Linked DNA regions of Triticum aestivum: region 2 is linked to region 1. A link is a contact called in public Hi-C data. All regions are on one chromosome and are shown on one strand. Each heading gives the region's core, a stretch centred on a gene start, on an enhancer-like site or on the middle of the called end of the contact. The rest is flanking DNA. Distances are from core to core; before and after follow the strand shown. Region 1 holds the start of LOC123156339. Region 2 holds the start of LOC100137000 (retinoblastoma-related protein 1-like).

Evidence for each region. A called contact is a pair of places that touch in the nucleus more often than the background predicts.
Region 2: a contact with region 1 is called in a Hi-C map of leaf, with 2.8 times the contacts expected there. The contact joins the promoter of LOC100137000 here to the promoter of LOC123156339 in region 1. A contact is called at or near these places in 3 of 5 Hi-C or Micro-C datasets (all in leaf).

Annotation. Positions count from the first base shown.
Region 1 is chr7B:236,887,807-236,893,991 of IWGSC CS RefSeq v2.1, forward strand. LOC123156339 reads left to right here and starts at 2,391. Exons shown (of 5, transcript XM_044574471.1): 1 at 2,391-2,566; 2 at 3,695-4,518; 3 at 4,687-4,845; 4 at 5,111-5,375; 5 at 5,487-5,851. The coding sequence starts at 3,706. The coding sequence ends at 5,521. LOC123156803 (chitin elicitor receptor kinase 1) reads left to right here. Exons shown (of 11, transcript XM_044574988.1): 10 at 469-567; 11 at 676-1,154. The coding sequence ends at 840.
Region 2 is chr7B:237,065,563-237,071,821 of IWGSC CS RefSeq v2.1, forward strand. LOC100137000 (retinoblastoma-related protein 1-like) reads right to left here and starts at 1,775. Exons shown (of 18, transcript NR_189139.1): 1 at 1,465-1,775; 2 at 656-760; 3 at 443-570; 4 at 261-357; 5 at 105-151.

The sequences.
Region 1 (6,185 bases), core at 1,141-3,640:
CTTTTCCATAATCAGGAACTGACGAGCAAATAGAAAGAATAAGGAGCGATTTAGTAACCAATGGCTACACAAATAGTACCTTATAGTTCTCTTGGTTAGCAGGCCTATACCTGAGCCCTACGGCGTGTGTTTGAGTCATGCATGGCTCATATTTTTTACACGGCAGTTTCAATATGAACGCGGGTCGATGTAATCTTGCAAAAAATTCCCGTAAAAATTTGTCGGTTTATGAACTGTCCAAGGAATGCAACATAGCCATGTGGATGGTTTTTTCTCTCTCGACTCAGTTTTGGCCTTATTTGATCCAATAAACCAGTTTATGGACTAAATTGGTCACTTTCCGAGTTCTTCTGCAATCACTTTGAGTTAATGGACTAATGGCGCATTTAACTCTTGGCTTTGGGTCCTTGCTGAATTTATTTATCTTGCTTGTTTGATGACTTTTATCATACACTGAAATATGTATAGTTTGAGGAGGCTCTCAATGCACCGGATCTGAAGGAAGGCCTCAAAAGGCTGATCGATCCAAAGCTAGGAGACGATTACCCCATCGACGCCATTCTCAAGGTTAGAAAAACTTGCTCGGGCACAGCGGTTCCATCGCATATATCTTGCTTTCGTTGCGTGGTTGGATTAGATATATGGGATAAAACATCTGTTGCCTTGTGGCTGCAGATGACGCACCTGGCGAACGCATGCACACAGGAGGACCCCAAGTTGAGGCCGACAATGAGATCCGTGGTGGTGGCGCTGATGACGCTGTCCTCCACGAGCGAGTTCTGGGATATGAACGCCCTCTACGAAAACCCGGGCTTGGTGAACCTCATGTCCGGGAGATGACCTCCACATGCCTCCCCTGGCGTTGTACATCGGGGTTCTACCGTCAAATGCGGGACGATAAGGCGGTAGTGACAGCCTGACAGCGTCGATTTATTTTGGCTATATCTTCGACGTGTAATTTCCCATCGGTATAGATTCTTTTTATTCTCCTTTTATTTATGCCCGAGTTCATATTTCTCTTCTTGGATACCTTAGTGCCACGTTCATGTGAGTTGTATGTGTAAGTCTCAAGTGTAAGTAAATATATGTACGTACGTGTTTATTTTGACATGGCAATGGAAATAGCTATAGGCCTTGTAGAGGTAAGTGATTAATCCTTGTGTGGCAATAATCTTGGCAGCGGATGCGTGGAGTCTCTTTTCCTCAGTGGGAACTAGGGAAACAGTATAGGAAAGAAATATTGGCAATGCACTAATAATAGTACTCTACTTGATTGCTCCGTTGGCTGCTTGCTCCAGTAGCTTTCTACTGCTAGCTCGTCGGCAATCGGTCGAGACGTTAGACGTGTGATATTGGCGCTACGTGGAGATATAGTCAAAGGTGTACAGTGCTCGTCCCGGGAACACACGGTAGATTAGCGTCAGCGGTTTTCCATTTTCTCAAGCGACTTTAACTTTCTGTTCGACGTTGATGGTTAATCTGATGATTCAGGGTGATTAGACTGCAGGGCCTCAGACCGTTAAAATATCTTACTAGCAGGAATTACACACGACAAGTTGATATGACCGAGTTGGTCTAAGGCGCCACTTTCAACACACATTGTACCCTTCTTTTTCCTTGGCGCAAGATGAGATCGAAACTGCTCTACAGACGACAGGCGGCAGCCAGGCTTCCAAAACGTGGTACTGACACCGCCATGTATGTCGGCGGTCCCGGGAGCCCAGTCCCACACGGCCTCAACCACAACGAGTTCCACCCTACGCGTGCATGTTTCGATCAATGGCTTTAAATAAGGCTGGTATGTGCCCCCTTGTCTTCATTAATTTTATTATTATTTGTTATTGTGCAGGATATTTCTAAGCTGGTTATTAGGCACTACACCCGCCCTGATTTATTGGTTACCTTTGTATTTTGTGTTAAATTTTAATCATATATTTCAGTAAAATGTTAGTGCATGTCATTAAAAATTATATCACTGGTTTCATGTTTGAACTAGTTTTCAATGATATTATTTGTTGCGACGTGCAATAGCATTTTGTTCATTAAACTAAAGATTAAAATTTAGCATAAAACATAAAAACGATTAATAAACTAGGACGAAGGTAGTACAGTGTACGTAGTAGCGATACAATACCCGGTTATTTTCTTCATATGTCACCTCAACACTGGCGGTGAGGATTTGCTATCGGGGCCTGCCAGTCCTAGAAGGAATTTTTTTGTTGGTAGTAATGCAAATTTAGCGCGACTGTATTTACTCAAAATAGGAAGAAACAATAGATTCGCAAAAAGAGAGTCCAAACACTATCCGTCCAGCATGGTCACAGCTTCTAGAAAGAAGAAAGCGTGAACCGGCTCGCCCGCGTTCATAACTTCATCCCCATTCCCTCAAACGAGAAAAAAAAATCATCCCCATACGCAGCGACGCAAGCGCTGCCGTAAGCGCCCGACGCCACGTGGCCTCGCCCCGCACCCTATAAGTTCCGTCGGCCACCACACCAACCGTACAGCCGCAGCTCCCCCGCCTCCTCCTGCTCGCTCCTCGGTCCTCTTCCGTCCCTCCCTCCTGGTACGCGCCGTCCTCTTCCTCTTCCTCTCCCTCTGCTTCTAGCTCTGCTCCCTTCCTCCCTTTGGTTCCTGCGCATTCACGGCCCGTCCCATCGGCTAGGGTAGCTGCGGCGATGAATCCTCTGATTTCCCATCTCTTCCGCGGTATCTTTTGCTGAATCAATCAGTAAATCCACTGGCAGAGAAACTTTTTCGTCTTTAGATGTCCTCTTGTCCCAGTCCCGAGTATGACTGCGATTCGCCTTTCAGGAAAATGTTTGTGATTCATCAAAAAAGAAAAGAAAAAAGTACTGTATTTTGATTTTTTTCTCTTCTTGTCGTCCTTGTAGTATTTATTGCTGCTTGTGTGCGACACATACATACATGGGTTACTGGTGGTCAAGAGAATCAAGCCTTTCTATGTGCTTCTTGTTCAAGTCAAGAATTGGGGCTTGATGCACCTCTCAGTTCTTTTATCAGTAATATATTATTTAAAAGAAAATAGAATATCGTTAGTGGTTGGAAAGGTTCAGAGTTTCTGTTGCCTGACCATATCCAGTTCCCCTTGTTAGTGACGATCTCTATGTGGACAATCAAATCACTCTTGATGCTTACTTGAACACTATATATATAGGTCACCTGTGAAAGCTACTGTCTTCTGTATTTTATTATCGAATTGACACAGGGGAGATTACCACGAAGCAGGCTGGCGTACGCTCCTTGTTTATTGGTTGGATTTTGTCTTGTCAAGTTACTCAAGTATTCATGTGGATGCTGCCTTTCTTGACATGCCTAGTACAACTTTCAGCCAGTTGCTACCTTCCTTGCTCTTCAATGGAATATACCTGACCTGGGAGCTTTCACACTCCTCGACTCGTCGTACAAGTTACTGAATAGTCAGCTTGCTTCAGTAGTGGCTACTAATGGTTCATGTCATGGCAGGCTTGTCTTGAATTAATAAATCTGGTAATGAACATAAGTTTATTATACTGTATCAGGTGTTGTTAGCTGAATTTTGTTATTCATAATTGCTAGTTGCTATAAAAGGGCTTTTCTGAATCAAATATATAGCAGAAGATTCTCCATATGTTGGTTTGCTTCTTTTTCTGCATGATGCTACTTTCTTCTGATAGATGGTCGACTTTTGCAGCTGGTGACAAGATGAAAATGGCTGGCTCTGCTGTGCTGCTCATTTCGCTCCTATCGGCTATCGCCCCCCTACCCTCTGAAGCCCTCAACGTGGGAGGTCATCTGCTGAAATCAAAGACGTTCCGTTCTCCGCCCATCTTACTGGGGCCTGGATCAGTCTCAAACAAGTACTACCATGACGTCGACTTCCCCCGAGGCCACCTTGCAGTCAAGAGCTTTAATGCTGAGGTCGTCGATGAGAATGGCGTCCCTGTCCCGCTCCATGAGACTTACCTGCATCACTGGGTTGCAGTACCATACTATGCTCTCAAGGACAACCAGAGCTCTGATGCGCAAAAGGTTCCCGCAATGCTTAAAGGGAATGATGGAGTGTGCAAGAGAGCACTAACCCAGTACTTCGGGCTCGGTTCCGAGACTCGCCACACCGCCACATGGGTTCCTGATCCTTATGGAATTGAGACCGGCAACCAAGAGAAGGCCCCTGAAGGCTATGAGGAGAAATGGCTGCTCAATATTCATGCCATCGACACGAGGGGCGTGGCCGACAAGCCTAGCTGCACCGAGTGCAAGTGCGACTTCTACAATGTCACAATTGATGAGTATGGGCGCACAGTCTCGAAGAACTACACTGGTGGGTTGCTTTGCTGCTATGATCAGACCCAGTGTCGGCTCAAAGCAGGGTTCAACGCCGAGGTGCGGAAGGTGTTCTTGCAGTACACCGTGACTTGGCTCGACTGGACTGATGCGGTGGTGCCTGTCAAGATCTACATATTTGACGTTACGGATACCGCTATGCTCGACGGGACTCATGAACACTCTTGCAAGGTATGCAAATACTTCCCAGTTGCCACAACGGTGGCAACTGTTTCAGAGTTTAAAACTATCCTATTATTCCAAATACACAATCTTTTTTCTTTCCTTTTTACGGGTATTCAAATACACAATCTGAGAGCCTTAGTAGGTTGGTTTATGAACTAAGCCATTGATTTACAGGTTGAGTATCAAGTTGAGGAATGCAGCGCGGAAAACCGAGCCAACAATGAGTGCATCCATACTAAGACTACCAGAGCGGTCTTGCCGCGTGGAGGAGATATCGTGTACAGTGTTGCACACCAGCACTCTGGAGGAGTCGGTGCTTCTCTGCATGGCCAGGTAATGGATTAGCACCCTGATCGCTTATCAATTGTGCTTATGCACTTCTCAAGAGTTATTTTGAGTGGAAACGCTCAATACTACCTATCTGAAACTTGGAATTGGGATTCCAAATTCCAATTCTGTCTGCAACCAATATTCACTGAGTTCGACTAATTCCTGAATTACATGCTCAATATATATATGATGTCTAAATGGTAACATCACAAGTTCTTGCCAAAGGAAAAGAAAGCCTAACTTCTGAGGTAAATTCGACTTGCTACAGGATGGACGCCTTCTATGTGAATCGCTTCCAACTTACGGCACAGGGAAGGAGGCAGGGAACGAGGCAAACTACATTGTCGGCATGTCGAGTTGCTACCCTAAGCCAGGATCCATCAAGGTCAGCGACGGCGAGGTGCTGACCATCGTCTCCAACTACAGCAGCGACCGAGAGCACACCGGCGTCATGGGCCTGGTCTACATCCTCGTGGCCGAGCCGCAGCAGCCGGCTCCGGCGCCATCCCTGTGCTTCAGTTTTCCGGCCCCATGTGAGTTTCACCAATTTTTCACTCATTTTTGCAGCCCATTTTCTTTCCGAGTGAATTCCGAAAATGCAGATGTGTAACTAAGTTCTTGTTCTCTCTTTTTTGCATGAGTAGGGTGCCTACCGGCATGGATGTCTAGCAACATGTGAAGAGTAGATTATCATCTACCTGCAATACAAATGGTGAGGCCAGAAGAAGCTGAACCAATCACCCTGGATCAATCATCGTCATAGTTATAAGATGGATGTGTTTTTGTCATACTATTACTAGCTAATATACAGAAGCAGTCACCGGTCAGTGAGCAATGTCATTTCGATGGACCATCAGTTTCTGATGCTTTGTAATTAGTTATTATCAGTAGTAGTGTATGAAGCTGAGTTGTATGAGTTGATCACCGCCATAAGAAAAACTAGAGTCGATATAATAGTAAGGAGAAGTACTTCGGTACAACCCCAACGTATAAGGGGTAGTATTGTCCATACTAAATTATGTATTAGTGTACCCGCCGTCCGTCGTAGGGCCGGCCGCCCGTGTATGTCGCGCCCCATACTCCCGCGTCGTACGCATATTGTGCGGTTCGGTAGTGCGATCGGGAAAGGAAAAAAAACTACGTCCCACCCCGACACCCCATCTACGCGTACGAAACACTAGCGGCATCAACGCCGCCGTGGTCCACCGCCGTCACGACGTTGGGCGGCGTCTGTAGTCACCCACGCGCCGTGTCACCGGTGTCGTGTGAAACTGACATCCCATCCCCGCCTAGGAAACCCTAGCGGCATCAACGCCGCCGTGGTCCACCGCCGTCACGATGCC
Region 2 (6,259 bases), core at 525-3,024, 180 kb after region 1:
GAAAAAACTACAAAAAAGAGCGATGAGTGCAGCAGCAAATGAGCTAAGATTCAGTGAACAGAGTTGCGATGTGGGCATTTTAGGTTACATGCAGAGGAACTTACCGGCCTAGGGAGCATAAATGGACAAGATTGGCCTGCAGCTCCTGTAACTGAACACAAAACAAATAAATGGCATTAATCAGTAAGGGATGAACACATAATATGTGTTTCAGTTCTCAAAACAGGGGATAAGCCATTTTTGTGTGCATAATTAAATACCTCAAGCCTCTTCTCCCAATCTGAACCATAGAGACCAGTCAGAATGAATCCAACCTTTATGCAGAACTGAGGCATCTCCTTGAAAAAATCAACAATCCTGCAGAGCATCGACAGAGATGAGAAACAGACTAGCTAAAGCAATTAACTGAGAACTTGGTTAGAAGAAAAACTGCAGTGCTCACTTGAGATCGAATGCCCTCAAAATCTGGCGCAGCGTGATGCCACGGTCTTCCTTGGCCTTCCCTGCGTTGCCGAGCTTCGACACGCAGTAAAGGACACAAGCGCACCAGGACCTCTCAATCTCCTCGGGCTATTAAGCACAAGAAACACAAATTTTAGCTGCAACTGTACATGAGAACATGGCACGGTTTGTGGATGAAGACGACGAGATTTACCGATCCACTGCCCAAGGATGACATGCTGGACAGCAGGATGATCTTGGTCTCCTTAAACAGCTGCATCGCCTGCCTCGTCGTGCTCTCGTCGAGCACTAGCTTCCTCTGTTCGCCGGCAAATAGAGTAGTTGGCAGGATTAGATAATGAACAAAAACTCAGACATGGAAATAGCGCACAAGATGGAAGCTTGTAGTCTGCCCTAAATCATGGTCAAAGATCAGGCGGAATAAACAATTTAATACACTCTGCCTGCAGGTAAATGTCTATGGCTACGGATAAAACACAAGTTCCAGTACAAGAGATAGCAGTACAAATTAACAGTAAAGGGTGAATTTTTCTAAGATTTGGAGGGGGGTAACCACAGGCCACAGAAATTAGCCGCCAGAAAATCATTCGCCCCAAAAAGATGTCGCCAAGATAACAGCACCGCCGCCAGAGGATTTGAAAGCGATAAGCGCAAAATCACACCGAACCCGCAGAGGAATCTGAAGGGGCGAGAAGACAATCTAATCCAAGGGGACGAGAGCGCAGAATCCTAAGGATCTGGAGCATGGGGGCCAAAAAGATGGCAAATTTCCCCCCAACCAATCGCACATGAAAAAGATAAGCGGGAATCGAATCCAGCATATAGAGCGGGAGAAGATGGGGTCGAGACCACAAAATTTGAGAATGGCGCAACGCCCGCCATGATTTCTTGTTGAATCTTGACGGAGACAATCTAAGCGGGGAAAGTAGCAACAGATCGGCACAAAGAACTGAACCCCTGGTCCAAGAAGGGGGGAGAAGGCGATTGACTGGGAGCCCGTACCTTGCAGACATCAGCGAAGCGCTCCTCCATTGCGGCGGCGGCGTTGTTGCTGGCGTTGGCGCCGCCGTTCATCCTGCCCAGGGCCGTGGACGTGGAGCACGCGGTGACCCCCGACCCCGACCTCGCGGGCTGAGGCGCGTCTGCTCCGTCCATAGGCTGCCTCCCCCAGTAGGACCTCCGGAGACGTACTCAATCTGGAGGCTACGGACTCCGGCGAGCGGCTGCGGCGGGGAGAGTAGGGTTGTTGCGGTGGGGCGGCGTGGCGGAGAAGGGCGTGGGAGGCAGGGGAAAAGAGGTGGGAGTGCGCGCCAAAAGAGAGGATTTTTATGTCCGGTGCGGCGGCTGCGCGGTGGGCCCGCGCGGGGTTTTGGCGGGAGAGGCGCGACGGAGATGGCGGGAGATCTGCCCTGCCCTGGGCGGGGCGGGCCCTGTACGGCGGTGGGCGGTGTCGGATCCGCGGGCACGTGCGGCTCGCGGGGGAGGAAACGTGTCCGGCTCGGTCTCAGTCTGGGACGGTGATGAGAGGCTTGCGATGCACGATTTATACAGTTCCGTGCTCCTTCGGGGTTCAGTGCTGCATACTACTACTACACTCTGTACCGATTTCACGGATGCCGTTGAATTACTAGTACCTACTCCCTCTTTCTCATCAAAAACTAATAATATAATAAAGTACCTCCTTCTCATCATCAAAATATGAATATAAAGTGCGCTTCACTTTTTCTGGTCTTTACCGTACAATTTTGACTACGATTTTTACTTATTGTATGTCTACAAAACTAGTACTTAGACATATGAAATGAAATTGTTTTGCATGACAAATGTGAAGATGCAATTTACAAAAAAAAAATAGTTGAGAATCAACAAAGAGATGTTCAATCCATGCACTTTATACTACTCCCTCCGTCCCATAATATAAAAACATTTTTAAAGCTAAGACAGTTTGACAAAAGTTCTTAAATTATGGGACGAAGGGAGTATTAATGATCAAAGTCATGCATCGAAGATCGTGTAAAGTCAAACTTATCTTATATTTCCGGAAGGAGGGAGTATAACATAATAATAGTAGCATGTACTATATGTTGTGTCGTTATTTCTTTTAACAACTCATACGTGAGTGTGTTGCAACAGCCAAACAGGTAAGAAAATTAATGTGTTCATCCAAATGTTCATTAATGCGGCACGACAACATCCGAACGGCTCACCCGTTCACGCCCATAATGCGGCACTACAACATCCGAAAGGTGCGCCCGCATGTGGCATAGAGGTGCACGTCAAGGTCTAGGAAAAAAAACATATCGGTAAAAACTGCTCAATGTGTTTGCTTTTCTCTAGTAACGGAATTAATTACAATGCACTTTCTCTCTTAAAAGTTCAATTTGGTAGCGTGCGGCATGGACAACGAAACGGAATACTCCCTTTTATCAAATTTATTGGATCAACTGGCGAAGCTTGAAGCTCATTGATGGGCATGTTGAGCAAGCCGAATAGAAGGAAACAACATATGAGCTAGTGTTTCAAGGTCCACGAATAAAAAACGGTTTGCTTAGTCATCCCTCCTTTCTTCTTTGTTCATTAACTAAAGCTTGTTTGCTTAGTCATCCCGCCATGGGCCCAGGCATCTTCTCCTTTGCAGTACTCGTTTCTTTTCTGAGCGAAACGTTTGTTTCACTTATGCGTAGTGTAGTGGGTAATTTTTGTCAACCATGGAGGTAGATTCAATGATATATGCCTGGACAAACAAAAAGAACGAAGAAAGTACATGTCATTATTATTTGTTATAAAAATCCTGTGAAGACATATCAACATTGTTCGTTTTCGACCTCCTCATCTCTTTCTTTCTCACGCTTGTCTTCAACCAACCACATGCCTCAACCACCCGCATCCAACAGACTCTACCACGCACCACCTCGTTGTGCCGCCCTTCCCTGAACCTTCCCCACCGTTGTTGTTAGCCACTACCCCGGCCATCAACATAACCCCATGATTTTTAGGAACCCTGGTGGCCCCAGCATCCTTGATCCCCTCCTTTCTCCCCTCGTTTTTCTCACCTTCACCTTGGTCGTTGCACGTCGCTGCCGTTCGCAGTCAATGTTGAGGATATCACTTATCGTTAGCGTCTCGGTCGGCTGGGGATTATGAAAGCACATTTGCTCCCTTGGTGGTTTTGGTAATTCATGTCAACATACATATTGTTGGACTAACATCTTTATCTAGTATATTTCAGATAAGTTCAATAATGGCGTGGCAAGGACATGAGGATGTGTACCCCTTCAAAATGCTAAGGACATGGAATTGGCAAAGCTTCAAGACTCTTCATTTTTTGTTAAATGATCCAAGATCACAATGAGTCTATAGGAAAGCAAATACTATTAAAATGGACGAGGTTTTGATCATGACTCAATTGCTCAAATGCTTAGTGATATTGCTCCAAAAATCCTCAAAGACCTTCTCCAAATCTCATATGTCCAAACCCTAAAGTTCCATGTCGGTCCCACCGAAAACATCTATCCCGGACCCACCGAGCCTATCCTATACACTGCCAAAGCCAAACCCTAGATTTTCGGTCTCACCAAGACTGCGATCGGTTTCACCGAGTTGCAACGACCAAATTTTTGTGAGCCAATTCGTTCATTTCAGAATTATCGAGTTAAAATGATCGGAACTACTGAAACGAAGTTCGACCTAGGTTATCGCATATCGGTCTGTCCGAGATTTCCACTTCGGTCCCACCGAAAAGCCCAACGCTCATATCTTTTGCGCAGGTCGGTCTCATCGAAGTTTTGCTCTAGTGTCACCGAGTTGAGTCGAAAGTGTGAAACGGTTGGATTTTGGGAGAAGGCTATAAATACCCCTCCACCTCCACCTACTCTCTAAGAGAGCAATCAGAACGAATCTACACTTCCACCATTCATTTTTGGAGAGAGAACCACATACTCATGTATTGAGATCAAGAGATTGCAATCCAACCATTTGAATCTTGATTTCTAGCCTCCCAAGTTGCTTTACACTCCAAGACCTCACCTCCCCAAGCCTGTGAGAGAGTGATTGAGTGTTGAGGAGACTATCATTTGAAGCACAAGAGCAAGGAGTTCATCATCAACTACACATCTATTACCTTTTGGAGAGTGGTGTCTCCTATGGTCAGGTGTCACTTGGGAGCCTCCAACATCTAGTGGAGTTGAACCAAGGAGTTTGTAATGGCAAGGAGATCGCCTATTTCGTGAAGATCCACCATGAGTGAGGCTAGTCCCTCGTGGACGTAAGCCATGATGGAATAGACAAGTTTGCTTCTCGTCGACCCTTCGAGGGTGGAGCCCTCCGTGGACTCATGCAACCGTTACCCTCCGTGGGTTGAAGTCTCCATCAACATGGACGTACGATAACACCACCTATTGGAACCACACCAAAAATCACCGCGTCTTCATTGTGTTTGATCTTCCATCTCTACCCCTTGACTTCCCGCACAAATGCATGTTTTATTATTTCCGTTGCTTTATTTCTAGATATGCATGTGTGGGAAGTCTTAGTGATATCTTAACTAGTGCCAAAATCAGCCTAGATATCAAGAAATTTAAAAACTGCACCTTTGGTTGGTTAAGAGTCTATTCACCCACCTCTAGACCTATCTTCTTCGACCCTACAATTGGTATCAGAGCTTTGGTCTCCGTTGCTTCGGTTTAATCACCATTGGAAGAAGATGGATGTGTCTAATTTGGGGAGTCTTCGATGTAGAGTGCTCATACTTGATGGAGAGTACTATAACTCTTGGGAAAATGAAATGCTTGCTATCTTTAATGAATTTAACTTGAGCAAGTATGTTCATTGTCCTTACGTGTCTCCTATTGATCCCTTGCACCCCACTCATGAAGAGGAAATTGGCATGCTTCGTAATCTTAGAACCGTCAATCTTATCATTAGAGGATTACCTACAAATGTGCTTGTTCGGGTGCAAAACTTTGAATGTGCATATACTTTGCGGAAGGACATAGAAATGTGTTTCCTTGATTACTATTTAAAGAACCTTGATGGGATTCTTCATAAATCTATTGCCTTTCATAAGTTGAAGACTAGTGATCCTAAGTTTGATGAATGTATATTTGAGCTTCGTGATCTTATGCATGTTAAAGGTGACGTTGGAACCATTAGCAACATCATAATGGAAGCATTAAACTTCAAAAACTTGCACATTGTCATGATCATGAAACTAATGAATCCATTGCCTTAGGTGATGGTCACATACATATTGACAACGACAATGTTGAGCATGGCTACAACGATAAAGACAAAGAATTTTGACATTGAATATGAGAAGATTATGAGAAATCTTAGTCTCATGGCAAATCTTCGAGATTACATGGCTGGAGGAAAAGAATGGATTCTTGATAGTGGATGTACCGATCACATGACCGAAGATGGAGACTGATACATCCCAAACATATCTACTTTTTCAAACACTTTTGCTCTTGTTTTGGAATCTTATTTGCATGATTTGAATTCAACTAACCCGAACTGGCGTCGTTTTCAGCAGAATTGCCATGGTGTTATTTTTGTGTAGAAATAAATGTTCTCGGAATGAGATGTAAATTTAGAAGAATATTTCTAGAATATATAAAAATATATTGGCGAAGAGAACTGCCGGAGGGGGGGCACCTAGGAGCCACAAGCTCAGGGGGCGCCCACCCCCTAGGACACGCCATGTGAGCTTGTGGGTAGGCCTCCATCTGTCCTAATTCCAACTCCATAAATATTCGCGGGGGGGGGGGATCAGAGAGAACGAATCATCGTATTTTAC